7 separate regions of the Mus musculus genome follow, and all the other regions are linked to region 1. The links are chromatin contacts, called in public HiChIP or PLAC-seq and promoter capture Hi-C maps. All regions are on one chromosome and are shown on one strand. The core of a region is the stretch at or near the end of the contact, and the rest is flanking DNA. Distances in the headings are between cores, read along the strand shown.

Evidence for each region. Promoter capture Hi-C pulls out the DNA fragments that hold promoters and counts their contacts. HiChIP or PLAC-seq counts read pairs in DNA pulled down with a chosen protein or histone mark. Capture Hi-C pulls out chosen DNA fragments and counts their contacts.
Region 2: a contact with region 1 is called in an H3K4me3 HiChIP or PLAC-seq map of pro-B cells, with 2.4 times the contacts expected there. The contact joins the promoter of Acot6 here to the promoter of Psen1 in region 1. A contact is called at or near these places in 1 of 39 promoter capture datasets (liver) and 4 of 115 datasets of contacts at active chromatin or transcription factors (astrocytes, bone marrow-derived macrophages, large pre-B cells and 1 more).
Region 3: a contact with region 1 is called in a promoter capture Hi-C map of liver, with 4 times the contacts expected there. The contact joins the promoter of Acot5 here to the promoter of Psen1 in region 1. A contact is called at or near these places in 21 of 39 promoter capture datasets (the 3T3-L1 cell line, 3T3-L1-derived adipocytes, the C10 cell line and 11 more), 6 of 484 Hi-C or Micro-C datasets (all in embryonic stem cells), 6 of 115 datasets of contacts at active chromatin or transcription factors (the SCID.adh cell line, astrocytes, bone marrow-derived macrophages and 3 more) and 4 of 9 other capture datasets (adipose tissue, embryonic stem cells, liver and 1 more).
Region 4: a contact with region 1 is called in a promoter capture Hi-C map of 3T3-L1-derived adipocytes, with 5 times the contacts expected there. The contact joins the promoter of Pnma1 here to the promoter of Psen1 in region 1. A contact is called at or near these places in 19 of 39 promoter capture datasets (the 3T3-L1 cell line, 3T3-L1-derived adipocytes, the C10 cell line and 11 more), 3 of 115 datasets of contacts at active chromatin or transcription factors (the SCID.adh cell line, bone marrow-derived macrophages and pro-B cells) and 2 of 9 other capture datasets (liver and pancreatic islet).
Region 5: a promoter capture Hi-C map of liver shows a contact between it and region 1, with 2.4 times the contacts expected there. The contact joins the promoter of Acot1 here to the promoter of Psen1 in region 1. A contact is called at or near these places in 3 of 39 promoter capture datasets (liver, maxillary cranial neural crest and neural stem cells), 1 of 115 datasets of contacts at active chromatin or transcription factors (bone marrow-derived macrophages) and 1 of 9 other capture datasets (liver).
Region 6: a promoter capture Hi-C map of second pharyngeal arch cranial neural crest shows a contact between it and region 1. The contact joins the promoter of Acot4 here to the promoter of Psen1 in region 1. A contact is called at or near these places in 10 of 39 promoter capture datasets (the 3T3-L1 cell line, 3T3-L1-derived adipocytes, the HPC-7 cell line and 7 more), 3 of 115 datasets of contacts at active chromatin or transcription factors (embryonic forebrain, embryonic midbrain and large pre-B cells) and 2 of 9 other capture datasets (adipose tissue and liver).
Region 7: a contact with region 1 is called in an H3K4me3 HiChIP or PLAC-seq map of bone marrow-derived macrophages, with 4 times the contacts expected there. The contact joins the enhancer-like site here to the promoter of Psen1 in region 1. A contact is called at or near these places in 16 of 39 promoter capture datasets (the 3T3-L1 cell line, the C10 cell line, the HPC-7 cell line and 10 more), 6 of 115 datasets of contacts at active chromatin or transcription factors (the SCID.adh cell line, astrocytes, bone marrow-derived macrophages and 2 more) and 1 of 9 other capture datasets (embryonic stem cells).

What each region holds. Positions count from the first base shown.
Region 1 is chr12:83,686,886-83,689,585 of GRCm38.p6, forward strand. It overlaps Psen1 (presenilin 1), which reads left to right and starts at 1,267. Exons shown (of 12, transcript NM_001362271.1): 1 at 1,267-1,408.
Region 2 is chr12:84,099,379-84,102,078 of GRCm38.p6, forward strand. It overlaps Acot6 (acyl-CoA thioesterase 6), which reads left to right and starts at 1,276. Exons shown (of 3, transcript NM_172580.1): 1 at 1,276-2,050. The coding sequence starts at 1,594.
Region 3 is chr12:84,067,909-84,070,608 of GRCm38.p6, forward strand. Acot5 (acyl-CoA thioesterase 5) reads left to right here and starts at 1,417. Exons shown (of 3, transcript NM_145444.3): 1 at 1,417-2,015. The coding sequence starts at 1,559.
Region 4 is chr12:84,147,066-84,149,765 of GRCm38.p6, forward strand. It overlaps Pnma1 (paraneoplastic antigen MA1), which reads right to left and starts at 1,424. Exons shown (of 1, transcript NM_027438.3): 1 at 1-1,424. The coding sequence starts at 862. It overlaps Mideas (mitotic deacetylase associated SANT domain protein), which reads right to left. Exons shown (of 13, transcript NM_001163501.1): 13 at 2,103-2,700.
Region 5 is chr12:84,008,174-84,010,873 of GRCm38.p6, forward strand. Acot1 (acyl-CoA thioesterase 1) reads left to right here and starts at 1,329. Exons shown (of 3, transcript NM_012006.2): 1 at 1,329-1,793. The coding sequence starts at 1,337.
Region 6 is chr12:84,036,958-84,039,657 of GRCm38.p6, forward strand. Acot4 (acyl-CoA thioesterase 4) reads left to right here and starts at 1,422. Exons shown (of 3, transcript NM_134247.3): 1 at 1,422-2,010. The coding sequence starts at 1,554. The region is part of intron 1 of Gm40474 (a long non-coding RNA gene); the gene reads right to left.
Region 7 is chr12:84,128,891-84,131,590 of GRCm38.p6, forward strand. Dnal1 (dynein, axonemal, light chain 1) reads left to right here. Exons shown (of 8, transcript NM_028821.3): 5 at 2,442-2,497. Among named protein-coding and RNA genes, the nearest start is that of Dnal1, 16 kb to the left of the region's middle. Within about 2 kb of position 1,286, at least 22 of the 459 cell types and tissues checked have an H3K27ac peak or open chromatin away from gene starts, as enhancers often do. A contact at or near this core is called in the HPC-7 cell line and bone marrow-derived macrophages, where this site is marked.

The DNA.
Region 1 (2,700 bases), core at 17-2,516:
TTTATATATATACCAGTACTCCACGAACATCTTTGCACAAAAATGTTTGTCGAAATTGCTTCTCTGTATAGTTTACAGCATTTGCCATTCTACCAAAAGATCGCAATTAATGTAGTTTGCAAATGGCTTTTAGTCTATGCTTGTTTAGCAAGTGTATTGAGCTTGTTCTGTACTGTCTACAATTTTCTGCCTTCTTCCCATATAAGTAAATGATTGAGGGTATAAGTAAATGATTGAGGGAAAACTACCCAAGGTTATGCTATGTCTCCTCCCAGTTGCCATTCCGCTGGCGGAAAAGACTAAAGTATCAAGATCTTAAGCATGAAAATAGTGAAGTCTGAGTTTATTGAAGCAGGGTTGAGAATGTTGGGAGAAAATGGAGATGGATGCTCTACTATTTAGAACGAGGCCTTCTGGGAAGTAGAAAAAAGGAAGTTTGACCCAGTGTATCTTAGTTTGACCTGTAATTTGCTAGGAATCCCAGTCCGATTTCAACTCACTGTCCTGCCCCATCTCCTCCTGAGTGTTATGATTTCAGATACAACACCATCCCGATGTATTTGTCTCTGTTGGGAGTAGAATCTAGTTCCTCGTGTGTGCTCCTTAAGCACATTAGCCGTTTTCTGGTTATTTGGGATTATGAATAATTTCTCTGTTGTTTTTTGCCCAAGTGAAATGTGTGGTGTGCTGTTGATAATTGTCTCTCCGATTAAGGAAAATCTGAGGGATGTAAAAATCAAGATAGGAAACATTCTTTGCTTTCTAGAAGCTTGCCATCTGGGAAGACTTTCAGACTCGGAACCTAGACTAATAGGATATTTCTCAGGTTCTGTTTACCCACCAATCGCTTTGGTTTATTGAGAGTACAAACAGTAAATTTTATCCGTTTTGAGGAACTGTTCAAATAAATACTGTGGAGAAATGGGAAGTGTTGGATTTAAAATGTCACTACAAAACAAGGCACGGTGTCCCCACACATGGAAACCAAATAAATAGGTTCAAGCCCATCCTTTCCTACAAGGTATGTTTGATACCGGCAGGGAACGCTCGAATCGCAGTCTCAACCAAAAACAAGGGAAAATGTCACTTGTAGACTGGAAGAACGCTAGACGCGCCTCAAACCCTAGAGAGGCCTCAGGTCGCGCACATCCTTACATCTATGCGAGTGGATTAGGCCAGCTCCAGCCCCCAGCCCTCGTGGCCTGCGCGCGCCACCGGAAGCTCCGTCCCCTCCCGGGTCTAGGGGCCAACGTCGCCGAGGCCGGAAGTTGCGACACCGGTGAGACCTCTAGGGCGGGGCCTAGGACGACCTGCTCCGTGGGCCGCGAGTATTCGTCGGAAACAAAACAGCGGCAGCTGAGGCGGAAACCTAGGCTGCGAGCCGGCCGCCCGGGCGCGGAGAGAGAAGGTGCGTGCCCAGGGTGTGCGGGGCGGAGGGTGTCTCTGCCGGTCGTGTTCACCGTCGCCTGCCTGCCGGGGGTCCGGGCGGGCCTGTGTCTCCGAGGGCCGCGCTGCGGGCGTCTCTAGGGATGAGGGGCGGGGTCCAGGCGGGCGGAGATCGAGGAACCCCGCGTGGGAAACGGGGTGAAGCCGGTTTCTCGGAACCCAGCCGGGGCCAGACTGAGAGCAGCCTTCTCCGAGCTTTGGTACCCCGGAAGTGCTGGCTTCCCCGGGCGGCCGGGAGCAGATGGCTGGCATCAGGGGTGGCCTCTCGATCAGAGTGGAGCTAGAGATAGAGGAAGCGCCCTAGGCTGGGTCGCCTTGAGCAACTGGTGAAACTCTGCGTCTGGTGCCCCGAGTGTGTCATAGTCCAGAAGTGAGTGAGTGGCACTCGGGGCTAACTTCTCAGTGTGTCTGTTGGCAGGCGAAGAGTCGTATGGCGCTTGTTCTTTCTTCAGAACTGTCACGATGCATGTGTCTGACGCTTGTAGGCGCCTTTAGTGTTTGCTAGTTCTTCCCTTTCACGTTTTCAAATGTGGCACTGCCGCGAACAGAGGCTCAGGCACATCCGCCTGGTAGTGGAGGACGGAGTGCATGAGACAATTGAGGTAACTTTTTACATAACTAGGAGAAATGAGAGTTCCAGTAACAGAAACGTAGAAGAAACGTGAGCAGGACAGGCGATCTGTTCAACTAACGCATAAGATTGACTGGGTTCAAGTTTGGAGAATGAGAGAGAAATAAGGAAGTTAGGCAGTGGTTTGGAAATAGTACTTTTGAAGTGACAGCGGGTGAAGATGGCCTGAGGTCAGAGCTGTAAACTGTAAACATGGGTCACTTAAGTAGATTTGCTGTTTGATGTTGGAGCAGAGAACTGGGTGGACACTTAGGGAACACAACAAAGAGCCAGGTAGAAGGAGGACAACGAGGCTGCTGAGGAGGACGAATGCAGAAACCACAATAGTGCAGTGTCACAGAAGCTGAGAAACACGGAAGCTTCAGGGAGCATTGTCAGCGATAGGAATGAAAGGCCTGGTGTTGTTTTAGAAGGATCTCTGTACCATTGTACCCTTGAAAGATGAGCGTGAACCACAAATACTAGTTTTAAATGTTCCCACAGACACTTTTTTAAAAAATTTTTTAGAGGTTTATTTATTTATTATATGTGAGTACATTGTAGCTGTCTTCAGACACCCCAGAATAGGGCATCAGATTTCATTACGGATGTTTGTGAGCCACAATGTGGTTGCTGGAATTTGA
Region 2 (2,700 bases), core at 26-2,525, 410 kb after region 1:
AGTTACAGCAGGGGTGGGTCATCTCTAGTTCTCTCTTTGAAGGATGAGTGTGGCCTTTTTTCTTGTGTGCTTTGTTCCATCTGTGTGTGTTTGTTTAAAACAGGATCTTGCTATGCAACCCAGGCTTGCTTTGAATTACAATTATTGGGGTTCAGGAATTGCCACTCAAACCAAACTAACAGTGACCTCAGTTAAGCAAGAGTAGCTTATTGAACGCACACCTTAATACTGGGCATCCAGTACTGCAAAAGGGACTTGTTGGGAACTTAACTGCAGTCCAGTCTGCTCTCACAGTAGACTTTTTATAGGAAAAACCAGGTTCAAAAGTTCAAAGGGCAAGGAGGGGAGCAGTTGGTTTACTAGACAAAGTATTATCAGCTAACCTTTAAGCTGATTGGTGCTGAGTAAGGTAGGGTAGGTGGTGGATGGGTGGTGAACAGGGGAATTTCAGAGTACTGAGATAACAGCATGCGTATTATAGTCACAACTTTGGGGCTTATTAGTAGCATTCTTCAGTGTCAGTTATGAAAACCAGAGTGACCTCATTTCATAGGCGCAGGAAGGGCTACCTGGTGGTTATTTTAAACATAACAGTTCATATTGACCTTTGATTTAATGGGTCCTACATAAAGCTTTCTGAAATTTCTTTTTTTTAAAAAAATATTTATTTATTTATTTATTTTATGTATGTGAGTTCACTGTCACTATCCTCAGACACACCAGAAGAGGGCCTTGAATCTCATTAGAGATGGTTGTGAGCCACCATGTGGTTGCTGGGAATTGAACTCAGGACCTCTGGAAGAACAGTCAGTTCTTAACCACTGAGCCATCTCTCCAGCCCCATGTAATTTCTTAAGAGTAGCAAATCTCATTCAGAAAATACAGAACAAAACAGGGTATGTGGTCACATGTCCTTGAGCCAAGTCACTTCTCTGTGTCAGTGACTGGCAGGCATGTTACAGCAATAATATGAAATAGCTGGCAGGCATAGAACAGAATGGCTACAACTATTCTGCAGGGGGGTGGGGGGGATGGGGGACGGGGAGTGTCAGCCTAACACAATGATCCTCCTGTGTCTGAGTCATTACACCCAATTTGAGTGCTGTTAGCTTTCCACTACTGTATGACAGGAGATTGAATATGGGCCCCTCCAACGTAGACTTCCCGGACTTCAAAACTGTAAGACATAAATCTCTGTTCTTTATAAAGTATCTAGCCTTTCATATTTCCCTAAAGTAGAAAAAAAAAAAGGCCTAAAATAAAAGTAATACAGTATTTTAAAGTTGTTTGTTTTTATAGAAAGCTACTACTGAATCCACGCAAAGGGCCAGACTTTGCCTCGATCTTATTCATCTAGTGTCACCGCCTATCCTCAACACCACGTGAGCAGAATCCTCTGTCCTGGCAGAGCTCCGCTGCTACTTTGACTTCACACATCTTTCCTGTATAGAGTCAGCCGGTTTTCTGTTCCTGTCTTGTCTGAGGCACGGGAGCCAGGGGTCGGGAACTCCCAGAGACGCACCAGGTCGGCTCCACAGCAGGCCAGGCTCCGCTCCGGACTCGCGTGGCGCTCCCCGAGGCCTCCAGCTCCTAATGGCGGCGACACTGAGCGTGGAGCCCGCGGGCCGCAGCTGCTGGGACGAACCGCTGAGCATCGCCGTGCGCGGCCTGGCCCCCGAGCAGCCCGTCACGCTGCGCTCTGTCCTGCGCGACGAGAAGGGCATGCTCTTCCGAGCCCACGCGCGCTACCGCGCGGACTCCCACGGCGAGCTGGACCTGGCGCGCACGCCCGCGCTGGGCGGCAGCTTCTCGGGGCTCGAGCCCATGGGGCTGCTCTGGGCCATGGAGCCCGATCGGCCTTTCTGGCGCCTGATCAAGCGCGATGTGCAGATACCCTTCGTGGTGGAGCTGGAGGTGCTGGACGGACACGAGCCGGATGGCGGGCAGCGGCTGGCGCGGGCGGTGCACGAGCGTCACTTCATGGCTCCCGGGGTGCGGCGCGTGCCCGTGCGCGAGGGCCGGGTGCGCGCCACGCTCTTCCTGCCCCCAGGTGAGCAGCTCTCCACCCACCTACCCACCCGGTTCCTAAGCTCACAGCCTAGTCTATTTTTTGGTCCTGAATAGACTCCATGTAGGGTCTGTCACATAACTGTAACTTTAGTAACCTTGTCCCCACTCTCCAAATTCTCTCAATCTTCTTTAAGAGTAAATTTTCTACCAAGTTTCCTTCCCTTTAAGACACCATGAATTCCTCAACTATATGCTGAAGAGGGAGTGCAACTTGAAATCCACTAAATGCCAGCCACACGAGGGAGGGAGTACTGATAACTTATGCCTGTAGTAAGAGTGACTTTTGCCTCCTTTCACATCAAACTTTCAAAGAGCCTTTAACCCACAAATGAAGACAATGTTCCCTAACCATTAAAGCGCACAAAAATGTTTACTACAAAACCTTTCCCTACCATAAACATGCTGGTGGTGGTTTTCAACCTAGAGTTATCCTTGCCCCTTCATGAGGACATTTGGCAATATCTGCAGAGTTTTGTGCTTGTCAAAAATGAAGACTGGAGCCCAGCGGTGGTGACATACACCTTTAGTACTGGGGAGACAGTAGGCTGATCTCTGAGTTCAAGGCCAGCCTGGTCTACAGAGCAAGTAACAGGACTGCCAGGACTACATAGAGAAACGTTTTGGTGGCGG
Region 3 (2,700 bases), core at 167-2,666, 380 kb after region 1:
GCTGGTTACCTCTGCACAGCTTTCATCAGCATTCCTGGGGCAAATCCCTCTTCCCACGCCTGTCTCTCCCTCAGAATCCTCTCTCTACCCTAGAACTTCCATCTCCCTATTTCCTGCCTAAGCTAATAGGCCAACAGCATGTTTATTGATGGGCCATTTCTCCATACAGTACAAGAGTCTCTCTCTACAAGGCAGCAACCAGGAGACCTATCTGCCAGTTAACTAAAGGTGACTCAGGTCAGTCACTCAAGGACCCCATGAATCACCTGCTGGTGTACTGTAAAGTCTCTGTGAGACACATCAGGTATTACCTGAAGTGGAAATTTATGGGTTCTTTGGAAAGTCAGTTGTGTCAGATGGTGTTTTGCTAGGGCAAACACATGAAGGGATATTTCACTGACACAGGAGAAAGGACTTTCTGCTTAAGCAAGCACATGAAAGGACACGTGATGAAGGATTCTTTGCTAATGACATGCATGTGTTGGTTCGTCTTATATCGTGTAGCTGAGCTCCATTTGCCATGACTCCAGAGAGAGAAACACACCAAAAACCTTCTGGAGGGGTTATGGCAGCTCCTTGCTGCTTCCTCGACTAGGGCTGATTGGCAGAGTGATGCCAGACTCACGTGCTGAGGCAAGGCCCCTGGAGGACACGTGATGTTTGAAGGGAGTATTAAAAGGACCCAATGGGCAGTGACAAGGGTCGAGCTTGCATAGCTAGCTCTGCAAGGCTTCTTTGTTAATCTTCGCTTCATTAAGAGAGGCAAGTAGAGAACTTTTCCTGGCATCCATGCTGGTCCTGATCCCTCCCGCTGACTCCTGTAGATTTGGAGGAGACCTGGCTGTCTCTGCTAGGTTGTGCCACTGCTGCTGACTCCTGTTTGCTATCCCAACACTACTGAACTGGACTGCTCGGTCTATCTGGGAACTATCTATGAGTGGATTGAGCTGCCTCTGCTGAAATCTGTAAACCGAAGGGCTGACTAATTACAACACAGATGGGAATTGCTCCAAAGAACAATTTCTAAATAGGTTCACTTCCCCCATATCCTAATAACCTTCCTTTTCCACTGATTGGTCCATAAAATTGTCCCTATAATTTTTTTTTTTCCAGATCAGGTCACTGCCCTTGGAGACTCAGGTTATTGCCTTCCTGAGCTCTAGCTCCGCTTGAGTCATGATTTCACCTGGGTGACCTGACTCCTCATGCATTCCGGATCTCGCTTCCTTTCCAGATTGCATGAGTAAGTGACAACCCAAGAAAGAAATGCTCAAAGCCAAGTTTCTCAGGGTTACAAGATCAGAGTAAAACTATTGGTCGGGGACAGTGATCCTTGCAACTCAGTCCTTGTCCCTGTATTTCAACATCACCTAGGAAAACGTAATTACTACTATTGCTTAGCTCCTCGGCATAAAGGTCACTGCATCCCTTAAATTTTGGAGAGTTTCGCACCTCGATTGCCAACGCAGACAAGTAGGATAAGGGTTCATGGTCACAGCCTCCAGAAGTCGAGAGACACTATTCACCCGACAGTATCCTGATTTTTCACTTTGTCAGGATGGTGCCAACAGTAAGCCTGGAGCCCACGGGCCACAGCTGCTGGGACGAACCGCTGAGCATCGCTGTGCGCGGCTTGGCCCCGGAGCAGCCCGTCACACTGCGCACTGCCCTGCGCGACGAGAAGGGCGCGCTCTTCCGAGCCCACGCGCGCTACCGCGCGGACTCCCACGGCGAGCTGGACCTGGCGCGCACGCCCGCGCTGGGCGGCAGCTTCTCGGGGCTCGAGCCCATGGGGCTGCTCTGGGCCATGGAGCCCGATCGGCCTTTCTGGCGCCTGATCAAGCGCGACGTGCAGACGCCCTTCGTGGTGGAGCTGGAGGTGCTGGACGGACACGAGCCCGACGGCGGGCGGCTGCTGGCGCGGGCGGTGCACGAGCGTCACTTCATGGCTCCCGGGGTGCGGCGCGTGCCCGTGCGCGAGGGCCGGGTGCGCGCCACGCTCTTTCTGCCCCCAGGTGAGCAGCCTTCCCTCCTGTGCTTGTAGCCTGGGATGCTTCAGGGGTGCAGCGCAAGGTCCCCTTCTTTCCTGTCTCCCATACTTTTCAAGGGGCTCCCTGGAAAAGCATTTAGGACTTGGGTTTGTGGCTAGGTGAGTCTTGTCCTGAACGGGAGATCACCGCAGGAGCAGCATCTGACTTTGCTTAGGAAAGTAGAGCATCAGCGCTCCCCCAAGCCCAGAGAACTAGAAACCTGAACTGTGCTAAGACCCATGGGTGGCTGTGCACAGGTTCACATTTGGCATGTGTTGTTCAGGCAACGTGAGCCAGCCCAAGCACCGGGGAACTTTCTAACTTGCAGGACTTTACTGCCACTCAGAGAGTCCAGAATCTGAAAGTGTGGCTGCAGAGTGCCAGGGAGTTTTGTTTCTTAGCTGATTCCTAGGTAACTTTTTCCCAGGGCCAAGTCCACAGTTTTGAGAGGGACTCACAAAGAGCTGTTGTAGGGAATTTGGCCAGTGACATTCGTGACCCTTTGACTGTTGAAAGGCTGATGAAAAGCAGTTTGAAGATCATCCTAGGATACAAGGACGCTCTGTTTCCTAAACATCAGTTAACGCTTAGTGCTGCAAGTTTCCATGGCTCCAATGTTGCTGCAGAAGATGGAAGGGAGGTAGATGGTTCTCTGGCAAACGGCCTTAAA
Region 4 (2,700 bases), core at 174-2,673, 460 kb after region 1:
GGTTCACGTTATCTTTATCAATGACCCCCTTGTCTACTACCTTTTGCAGCAGAGGCTCCAGACGGATAACATACGAAGATAACTTTTCTCCTGGGTTCTGGTAAGTGTTCAGAAATCTGACCTGTGCATCTCTAGAGCTCTCCACACTCCCAAAGACCTGCTCAAGAGCCTTCAGGCATTCTGCGGTCGTTATGGCGGCGTTGTTGGTCTTGAGGATGCGGATGACGTCAGCAGCGGGGCCTCTCAAACTCTCCATCAACCGCCGTCTCTTTTCTATATCCGACACCTGCCATTCCTCTATGATTTCATTTGAGTGCTCCAGCCAGGAATCAAAGGTTTCCTCGCCAGGCCCGGGAATGTCCTTCCCGGAGAATAACGTCAGCTTCTTATACCATATGGACTCAACAAGAGGTTGAATAACATTATCCAAAATATAGTTGAGCATCTCTGCTGGCATTTCCGGGCCTGGAGCTGGAGCAGGGTTCTGAAACCCAAGCACACGAGCAACATCTTGCACGGTCCACCCTTCCCTAGCTAGAAAGAGGTGCAGCCTTTCCAAAAAAACTGCGTCGGAAGTGGGGGGTTTAAACACCACTTTCCAGAGCCCTCCTTTGCCTGGCATCTCCCTGGGTATCAGGGAGTAATCCACTGCCCCAGTGAGCTCTAACAAGGCTGCTTTAGCATTTTCTTCCCTCCAGAACATTCTCCCCAGCACTCGATAGGATACCTGGGGCATCGCAGCTTGGAGGGTCTCTTCAATTTCGGTCTCATCACAGTTCACAGGGATCCCCCAGACCAACAGAGCTCTCTGAGAGTTCACATCCATTCCCCTGCACCAGTCTTCCAATAGTGTCATAGCCATTTCACCCAACTATTAAAAGTGCCAGTTCTACAGACACTGCTTGGACTGGCTCACGAGGCTATAGGGCCTAGGACAATACAACATGCTCTCCTCCCCCGGTAGGCCAGGGGGCGACAAGCTTCAGGCAACCACAATTACCAAAAGACACCAGAGTTCCTTCTTGTCCCTTCCGGGTCCCAAGTCAGGGTCGGGAGCCACGGGACACTCCGCCTATCACTCGAATGTCGCCCCCTTTGGTCCGGGCAGGGAGGGCTGAACTGGCTGCAGCTGTGTCTGGCGTCACCGCTTAAAGAGAGGGAGCAAGGTGGGCTCAAGACTGATGACTCCGGGCGGGAGATGGCTGGGTGCGGTCGCGGGGCGTGGCAGCTCCTCCCACCTCTCCCCGGCACGCCGGCGGGCTGAGGGTCACGCGAGGCCGTGGCTTGGCTACGTGGGGAGAGGCGGCACTCCGAGCACCGGGAACCCAAGCGGCAGGAAGCACGGGATGGGGGAGAAACTCGGCTGGAGGCAGCTCTGCCTAGCGCTTATGTCCGCGCGCTCCCGCAACGGCCGGCGTGCAGCTGCAGTGGAGGGCGGAACCGGTCCGCTTGTCTCCCCCAGTGTCACCGTGACAACTGTGTCCATGACGACGCGAGATACGCGGGCTCCAGAGGATCTGGCGGTTGCTATGGTGCCAAGAAGGGGTTTGAGGAGTCTATTCTATGACGGCGCATTTCTTTTTACACCCCCCCCCCCGCCTTCCCTGATTCTTTCTTAGCTATTGCTACGCATGCTTTATTTAATTTTGCCGTGGATTTAAGCTGGCTTTATTGATACGCATCTACCACGACGGACTTATCTCATATTGCTCATCCATTCTATGAATTCAGTCTTTAACTCTGACTTCCGGGAACCACCTGATCCCACTCTGCAACTACTTGGTTCCTCCCCACAAAACTAGGAAAGAGAATTCCATCTACTGGTTCCTGTGAGTGTCTGACTTGGCTTTCTTGTTTAAAGTGTGTGTGTGTGTGTGTGTGTGTGTGTGTGTGTGTGTGTACACAAAACCCCGTGACTACTTACCTTTGTAGCCAGGCAAACTGCAAACATATTGCCTTCTTATCCTTACTGAGTATACAAGATAGCAAAACAGAATGTTTATGGCCCCGAAAAGGCGGGTAAGTTCTCTTCAAGCAAAACAAGGCCTATCAGTCCCAGACGGCAAAAACACCCCTATAAGAATGTGGTATTCAACAATGAATTTTTTTTAAAACCTTATTTAATAAAAGGTCTTAAGATACAGAACATTCAAAAGTAAATAAGTTACATAGGTACATTACAATCACAGCAAGATTCTCTTTAGTGTATTAATTTTTTTTTTATAAAAAGCACACAAAAAATAAAATTTTCAGTCTGGTCTATCACAACTGTACACAAAGAGGTAATATTTATATTTATATATATATATATATGTACACTATTTTAATATGTAACAGTCTTTTTTAAAAAGAGTGCCACAGGCAACAAACACATGAAAGGCAGTGTCTGACCATTTTGTTTCAAAATAAAAGGAATATACTTACTTTATGCTATTAAAATATTTGTACACTAATTACAGACTGTCAAGGCTGTTCTGTGCTCCATCCTCTCCAGCAAGGCCTTTAACGTAAGAGACAAATGAGGAAAAGTTCTAACAGCTGCAATTTTTTTTTTTTTGAGGCAACAAACACAGCCAAATGTGGGTTAGACACAACTGTTTTTATATAAAAATATGCATACTTCCTGTAAAAACCTAAGGGGTTAGGCTTTGCCAGTCTAGTAATAAATAATAACCCAGAACAGTGAGCCCCAATAAAAAC
Region 5 (2,700 bases), core at 79-2,578, 320 kb after region 1:
GACCAATCATGTGAAACCGTGCCAATTCCTCCCCCAGCCCCACTCCTTTTCTATAAAAACCCCTAGCTTCCAAGCCTCGTGGTCGAATCCACTGTCTCCTGTGTGAGATATGTTTCGACCCGAAGCTCCGCCATTAAAATACCTCGTGTTGTTACATCAAGGTGTTGTGTTCTATTCGTGATTCTTGGGTGCACGCCGAATCGGGAGCTGAGTGGGGGTTTCCCCACAAGGTTCTTTTAGAAACAGGTACTCCAAATACCTGCAGCAGTTGCTTCATTCGCAGGAATGGGGAGAAAGGTCACTAAAACCTGAACCTGCAGAGCTGGGTTCAGCCAAGAAGAGGCACTGACTGGCAAGACACCACCACCAATGAAGAGTGAAATCAAGGGTATTCAGTCAACCTAACGCCTGCATTCTACACTTGTCTCTGGTTCACAAAGCTGCAGTTCCTGTCTGGAAGCCCTCTTCCCTTTAGGTCGGAGGACACAGTTCTGCAACAAATACTGTTGGTGTTTCTTTTTGTTCACAATCTTCCCGCACCTCTGTAAAAGAAAAACCCAAGAAAGAACAAACGAACAAACAAACAATCATGTAGTCCCTTTGTGAAGGGACTCCTGTCGCCCAGTTTGCGTGGACCACTTACTTCTGGTTAGAACTCAGATCTACAGACCCCCGGTGTTAGAAATCCAAACTGACTAGGACAGCAGTTAGATGTGTGAGCTAGGGGGTTAAGCGATGGGGTGTGTGTGGGGGGGGGGGGTGGGGGACTGGAGAGGACCGGACACTCCTCCCTCAAGTGAAGACCAGACTACCAGCAGTACATCCTTTTCTTTTTTAATAGCCCCAGCAGGCCTTTCAGATAAGGGAAACACCAGAAAATTGTGTGCTTTTGTAAAAGTCGTCAATATCCCAGAAGCACAAACTGCACCCAGTTCTTTAGATTCCGTAAACACTAAGCCATCCTGGAAAGAGAGATAGAGACCAAGAATTCGAGGGAAATTCTTGGTCAAAGACTGCCGGCTAAGAAGGAACCAGGCCAAGTGTGTCTCTTGGGAACCCTCTGAATTTCAACGAGGAACTGTAGCTTCTATTCTTTTCAGCTTTGGCTGTCATTGTGCTTTGATTTAGACACTTTGTGGACTCTCCAGCAGGTTCTTTGTTCTTAGCAAACATTCTTCCTTTCAATTGCGAAACCAGGATTTGCACAAAGAAGTCTCACAACTCTTAGGAGGTGTCTGTCTGAGGCCAACCAATGGGACTGCAGCGAGTGGTCCCGCCCGCAACTACTAACTACTCCAGGAGCCCAGGCCACCCTCCTCTTCCAGTCCAGCTCGAGATGGAGGCGACGCTGAACCTTGAGCCCTCGGGCCGCAGCTGCTGGGACGAACCGCTGAGCATCGCCGTGCGCGGCCTGGCCCCGGAGCAGCCCGTCACGCTGCGCTCTGTCCTGCGCGACGAGAAGGGCGCGCTCTTCCGAGCCCACGCGCGCTACCGCGCGGACTCCCACGGCGAGCTGGACCTGGCGCGCACGCCCGCGCTGGGCGGCAGCTTCTCGGGGCTCGAGCCCATGGGGCTGCTCTGGGCCATGGAGCCCGATCGGCCTTTTTGGCGATTGGTCAAGCGCGACGTGCAGACGCCCTTCGTGGTGGAGCTGGAGGTGCTGGACGGACACGAGCCCGACGGCGGGCAGCGGCTTGCACATGCGGTGCACGAGCGTCACTTCTTGGCTCCGGGGGTGCGGCGCGTGCCCGTACGAGAGGGCCGGGTGCGCGCCACGCTCTTCCTGCCCCCAGGTGAGCAGCCCTCCACATTCCCTTTGCTCAAAGTTCCCTTGTGGGTTTTTTTGTTTTTTTGTTTTTTGTTTTTTGTTTTTTTTTGAGACAGGGTTTCTCTGTATAGCCCTGGCTGCCCTGGAACTCACTCTAGACCAGGCTGGCCTCGAACTCAGAAGTGAAGAAAAGGGTAGCTCCAAAAGATCTAGGACTCGGTGGGAAGGAGACAGGATTGGACTGGAAGGAGCCTGTTATGGTGATGCTGTTTGCCTGAAGCTGGTCCTTCAATTCCGCTGCTAAGTTACAAGACTAATGCCACTAGTAAGTTTTAAGGAAAGGGACAAGACCCTTGTAACAATAAAATGAAAAGTAGCAGTTATACACCCGGTGTGGTTGGTGGACAACCTTTGATCCCAGTACTGGGGAGGCAGAGTTACTGGGATCTCTGAGTACCAAGCCAGCTACAGAGTGTGTTCTGGGACAAACAGGACTAACTAAAAATCAAACAAACAAACAAAAAATCCTATCTCCAAATCAATAGCCATCTTTAAATATTTTTTTAAATGTTAATCCATTTTGAACTGTGCAGAAGGTTGGGACACCAAAGCAAAAGGCTGCCTTGACATCGGAGCCCCAAGCCAGTCTGGTCAACAAAGCAAAACCCCTTTTCAAAACAGGGGTCGTTTCTTCCTTCTGCAGTTTTTCTTTCCATTGCACTCTAAGACTTACATAGACTAGGAGGGAGGCCTTTCCTGTAGACCAGCAATAGGAGATTGTTTTGCCTCTTTAATAACCAAAGACAAGTGCAAAAGCAACATGCAAAACTAAACTACAGAGCCAGGCAGTGGTGGCGCATGCCTTTAATCCCAGTACTTGGGAGGCAGAGGCCAGCAGATTTCTGAGTTCGAGGCCAGCCTGGTCTACAGAG
Region 6 (2,700 bases), core at 172-2,671, 350 kb after region 1:
CTCTCCTTTTGAAAAAATTGTCATTTAAACATCATGTTAAAATTGCTGATAACAACCTTCTTAGCAATATAATTCACAAAGTCCCTGCTCATATTTTACTTTACGTTGACCAAGGGACAGAACATCGCCTCAGTTGGCAGTCAGGGCCTTCCTCACCTTTGCACTCTTCCTTCTGGAAGGTTCAGTTTGAACGCCTGCCTTATGTGTATCTAGTGGCATGCCAACAGCATCCTAAACCCCAGCCAGATGGCTCCACAAGCACTCATATATCTGCATCTTAGGCTGCACCATTTCTAAAAAAGATTTATTTTATGTATGTGAGTACACTGTAGCTGTACAGATGGTTGTGAGCCTTCATGTGGTTGTTGGGAATTGAATTTAAAGACCTCTGCTCGCTCTGGACAACTATACTCACTCAGTCCCTGCTCACTCTGAACGAAAGATTTATTTATTATTATACGTAAGTACACTGTAGCTGTCTTCAAACGCAGCAGAAGAGGGCATCGGTTCTCATTACGGATGGTTGCGAGCCACCATGTGGTTGCTGGGATTTGAACTCAGGACTTTCAGAAGAGCAGTCAGTGCTCTTACCTGCTGAGCCACTCCCTGCACCATTTTATCAGCCCATTGGACAACACTGGACCTTGGATGAAGCCAACTTCTCAGAGAACTTTCTATGGCACCCTTGACACCTGCTCGGCCCCTAGAACGTTCAAGCCGCCCTTAATAGCACCCCTAGTAAAACGGGGTCGAGCAACCACCTCTGTGGCCTCTTCATCCTGTACCAGAGAGCCATTTGCATCTCATTGAATCTGGGCTTTGGGGCCAGGAGAGGATGTTGCCCACTAATTAATCTTGGCTGTCAATTTAACCACATCTGGAGTCAACTAAACCCCAAGCAGCTGGGATTGCCTGTGAAGGATTTTTCTTGGTTGGATTATTTTGAGGTGGGAGACTCACCCTAAGTCCAGATCATTTGGCCCTAAATCCAGATCATTTGGCCCTAAATCTGGGCCACACAAAAGGACACGGGAGAAGGGACGTCTTCGTGTCTCTGTCTGCGCATGTCTCCATCCTGTTCGCTATGTTCATATTTAGAGAACCCTAACTTAACACAGTTGCCTTTCTCAATTTAACTGTGCATTCTAGTTTCTGTGCTGGGAGCTGTAGCATCCAGGGAAGTTTTTGTAAGCTGAGTATCTTAAGACTAAAGTGGTATAAAGTTGTAATTTATTACAAAGTTCTTGCTCTTGGTTCCGTTTTGTATTTTTATAAAGCTGCTGAATCCACGGAAGGATCGTACTTTGCCTTGATTCATTCACTTGGTGTGTCATCACCAATCACTTTCACAACACCACGTGGGAGTGGCGAGAAGCAGAATCCTATAACCTGGCTCAGCCCCGAAGCATGACCTTTGGCCGGTCTGTGCCCAAATTGCTGACAGATCATGGTTCCTCTCTTGTCTGGGTCCTAGAGACGCACTAGGTCGGCTCCACAGCAGGCCAGGCTCCGCTCCGGACTCGCGTGGCGCTCCCCGAGGCCTCCAGCTCCTAATGGCAGCGACACTGAGCGTGGAGCCCACGGGCCGCAGCTGCTGGGACGAGCCGCTGAGCATCGCCGTGCGCGGCCTGGCCCCCGAGCAGCCCGTCACGCTGCGCTCTGTCCTGCGCGACGAGAAGGGCGCGCTCTTCCGAGCCCACGCGCGCTACCGCGCGGACTCCCACGGCGAGCTGGACCTGGCGCGCGTGCCCGCGCTGGGCGGCAGCTTCTCGGGGCTCGAGCCCATGGGGCTGCTCTGGGCCATGGAGCCCGATCGGCCTTTCTGGCGCCTGATCAAGCGCGACGTGCAGACGCCCTTCTTGGTGGAGCTGGAGGTGCTGGACGGACACGAGCCCGATGGCGGGCGGCGGCTGGCGCGGACGGTGCACGAGCGTCACTTCATGGCTCCCGGGGTGCGGCGCGTGCCCGTGCGCGAGGGCCGGGTGCGCGCCACGCTCTTCCTGCCCCCAGGTGAGTTGGGTGGTTGAGAGGTGGGAGCGCGCCAAGGGCTGAGTCTAGGGGTGGGGTTAGGGTTTCCTAGGAAGGTGCTATTGGCCATTTCAGTGGTCACTCAAACAGGTTGGGGGATTTTCATACATTAGCAAGTGCCCTTTGCTTGCATTATCTCATTTAATCTCTGTCTATCCCCAAAAGATAGTGTTATCCAGCTGATGAAAAACACAACTGAACTTTGTTGCAATACGAGGTTAGGAAAAATGAGACAGAGGAAACTGCCACATTGTCCTTGACACACGCAGCCCCTTCTCCCCACTCCACCCCCACCCCTAGTCAGTACATACAAACACACACACACACATACACACACACACACAACCTCAAGGGTTAAAGCCATAGTACATCCAGATTAGCATAAATTGGCTTTGTTCTTATTGTTTTTGAATTTAACCTTATGGGGGCTTAGTGGTTAAGAGCACTCACAAGCGTTCTGCCATTAACTTTGGAAAAGTAAAACCCAATTTTAAAACAATTTATTACTTATAGAATTAATATTAGAAGCATTACCATCATATTACAAAGTTTGGCTGCCAATTAATACCTATGAATACATGCAAGCTTTAATGTTTTATTAAAGAGACATTACTTAAAATTTTATCTTTAATTCTACTTTCTAGGATAAGAATCACATTAATTATTATCTCA
Region 7 (2,700 bases), core at 36-2,535, 440 kb after region 1:
GTCCTCTTGCCTAATAGACACTTAGTGTCTAACGTTCCTATCTGAATCAGCTAAAAGCTCACACTGCCTTGTCCTCAAACGGGGCTGGACCATTTCTTTGATGGCTTGGTTGTTGGTTTTCTTTGATTCATTTGTTTTTGTTTGGAACATGGTCTCACTGTGTAGCCCTGGCTGTCCTGGAACTCACTATGTAGACCTAGTTAGCCTCAAACTCATAGAGACCCACCTGCCTCTCCTTTCTGGGTGCTGGGATTGAAAGTGTGTGCTGCCATGCCTGGCCGTACATTCTTTATGACTTTTGTATGTTTGCTTATCCAGTGCTCCGCACTGAGTACAGCCTTGCTGTCTCACAGGAAAAATCCGTGAGAAATTAAGGTCAGGGTCAGTGTCCCATCAAATGCCACAGCCTCTCTAGGACCTCCCAGAGCTCCACGTTACAATCTTTACTTTAGAGTATTTATAATTTACCTTGGGTTTTAACATTTGCCTACTAATGCAGTTAATGTAAAGATATGTAAATTATGGAGTTTTATATGGTGCATATAAAATGAAGTCTAAAGCTGGGTATGGTAGTGTGCATACCCAACTGAGCTACTTGGGAGGCTGAGGAAGGCGTTTTGAGTTTGAGGCCAGCATGAGCACCTCGAAGGACCATGTCTCAAGAATAAACCTTTGTTTAAAGAGGAACGACTGAAGCTAGGCATAGTGGCTCATGCCTACAACCTGTACAGCCTCAGTATATGGGAGGCTCAGGCAGAATGATCCCTGAGAGTTCAAGACCAGCCAAGGCTACATAACGCATTCTGGGTCATCCTGTCTCAAAATTGGAGGGAGGCTGCCAATGAACTTAAGTGTAGAATGCTTGCCTGACATATAGAAGGCCCTGGGTTCAATCTCCAGAACTAAAAACAAAACAAAAAGCCCCTCAATAAAGACTCGCAGTGGTCCTAGTTGGGAAACTGCGCTGTGCCTTGTGGCGTCTCAGCGGGATCTTCATGCTAGGCAGACAGACTCCATACCCCATCCGTGGTGGATGCTCAGGAGAACCCCTAGGGAAGGCTTCGCTTCAGCTCATGGCTCCAGAGTTTCAGTCAAACTCGGCTAGACTGAGACAAGGTGGACACCATGGCAGCATGGCGTGTCAGGAAAATCGGTTGTGCTTCCCAAAAGAGAGAGGAAGGGGTCACAGACAAGACATGTCTTCTCAGCCTATACCCACATTGGCCTGCTGCTTCCCCCTTGTCCCCACTTCCTGTTTCTTACCATCTCCCACTAATGCCACAAGCAATTGATCTGTTGATTGTGACTCAGTCAGTTCCGCAAAGTTCTGCCTCTGCACACGGTTGCATTTGTAACCAAGCCTTTAGCAAGGGAACATCTCATATCCTAACCATAGTTTCTATCCCAATCCACTCTGCACCCGATGCCTTAGTGCCGTTGTTGAGTATTTGGAGTTGGATGGCAGTGTTAACTATTACTAGGCCTGTGTCTCTCACGGTGCTCTTATTTCCATTCTGCTGGCTCCACTATTTCAGGTGTTTCCTTTGTCTTGATGTCTTTGTGATTAAAGTCCTCAGATCAGAGTCTCTTCTGTTAAGAAATGATTTTGTGGCCAGGCAGTGGTGGCACACGTCTTTAATCCCAGCATTTGGGAGGCAGAGGCAGGCTGATTTCTGAGTTCAAGGACAGTCTGGTCTACAGAGTGAGTTCCAGGACAGCCAGGGCTACATAGAGAAACCCTGTCTTGAAAAACCAACCAACCAACCAACCAAGCCAAAAAAACAAAAATAAAAAAACAGTTTTGTGCCCTGTGTATTCAGATGCTGCTATCTGTCCTAGGGATCCAGGTGCAGTCCAGATTTTGTTATTGTCATTATTATGAAGCATTTCCTGACTCCATATTTTGTAAAACCTTGTTCTCCATCATCTTCTGATTGGTTAGTGAGTGGCTGATGAGTCTGTTTGCTGGGTAGGAGAGGAGAGAGAGTGGGGCTGCGGTGAGAGTGGGGGATTCACCATGAGCTTGTCACTCATGAGCCTGTCACTGTGAGAGGACAGGCGAATCAGGAGCAGCCAGGGAGAACTAAAATGCAAATAACGGGCACATAGCTGGGAAGCAGGCTAGACCAGCATAGTGGTAAAGTAGCTCAGAACTTCGCACCTCAGTGCCTGAAACCTTTTAAAGGGGCAGTCAATTAGCCTTCAAACTCACTTTACACTCTTCCAACGTGGGTTCTGAGAAATGAACTCAGGTCTTCAAGCTTGGCAGCACACGTCGCCTAAACCCTGCCAGCTCTCCTGCCCATTTTGTAATAGAGCGTCTTTAACTCGCTGTGTAGAGAGATTTATTTTATAAAGTTCCTTATAACATGTTGTTCTACTAGAGTCATGGTAGTTGTGTGTATATTTTTCATAACCAAAATGCTTTCTTTCCACAACAGAAAACTTGAGGATTTTGTCCTTAGGAAGAAACAACATAAAGAACCTAAATGGACTGGTAGGTTATGTATTTCTTCATAAAAAGCATGCCCTTTTTTAAAAAGAAAAATAATGTTTTTAGATGGTAGAAACTTTCCAGGTAGAACACCAACTATGCCAAGTAGCAAGAAAGCCCTGACAGTTTAAAACTGCCCCCAGCTTGCTGGGCCACTTATATTCCCAGTGCTTTGTAACCAGGAAGGTGAAGCTGCACAGTACATG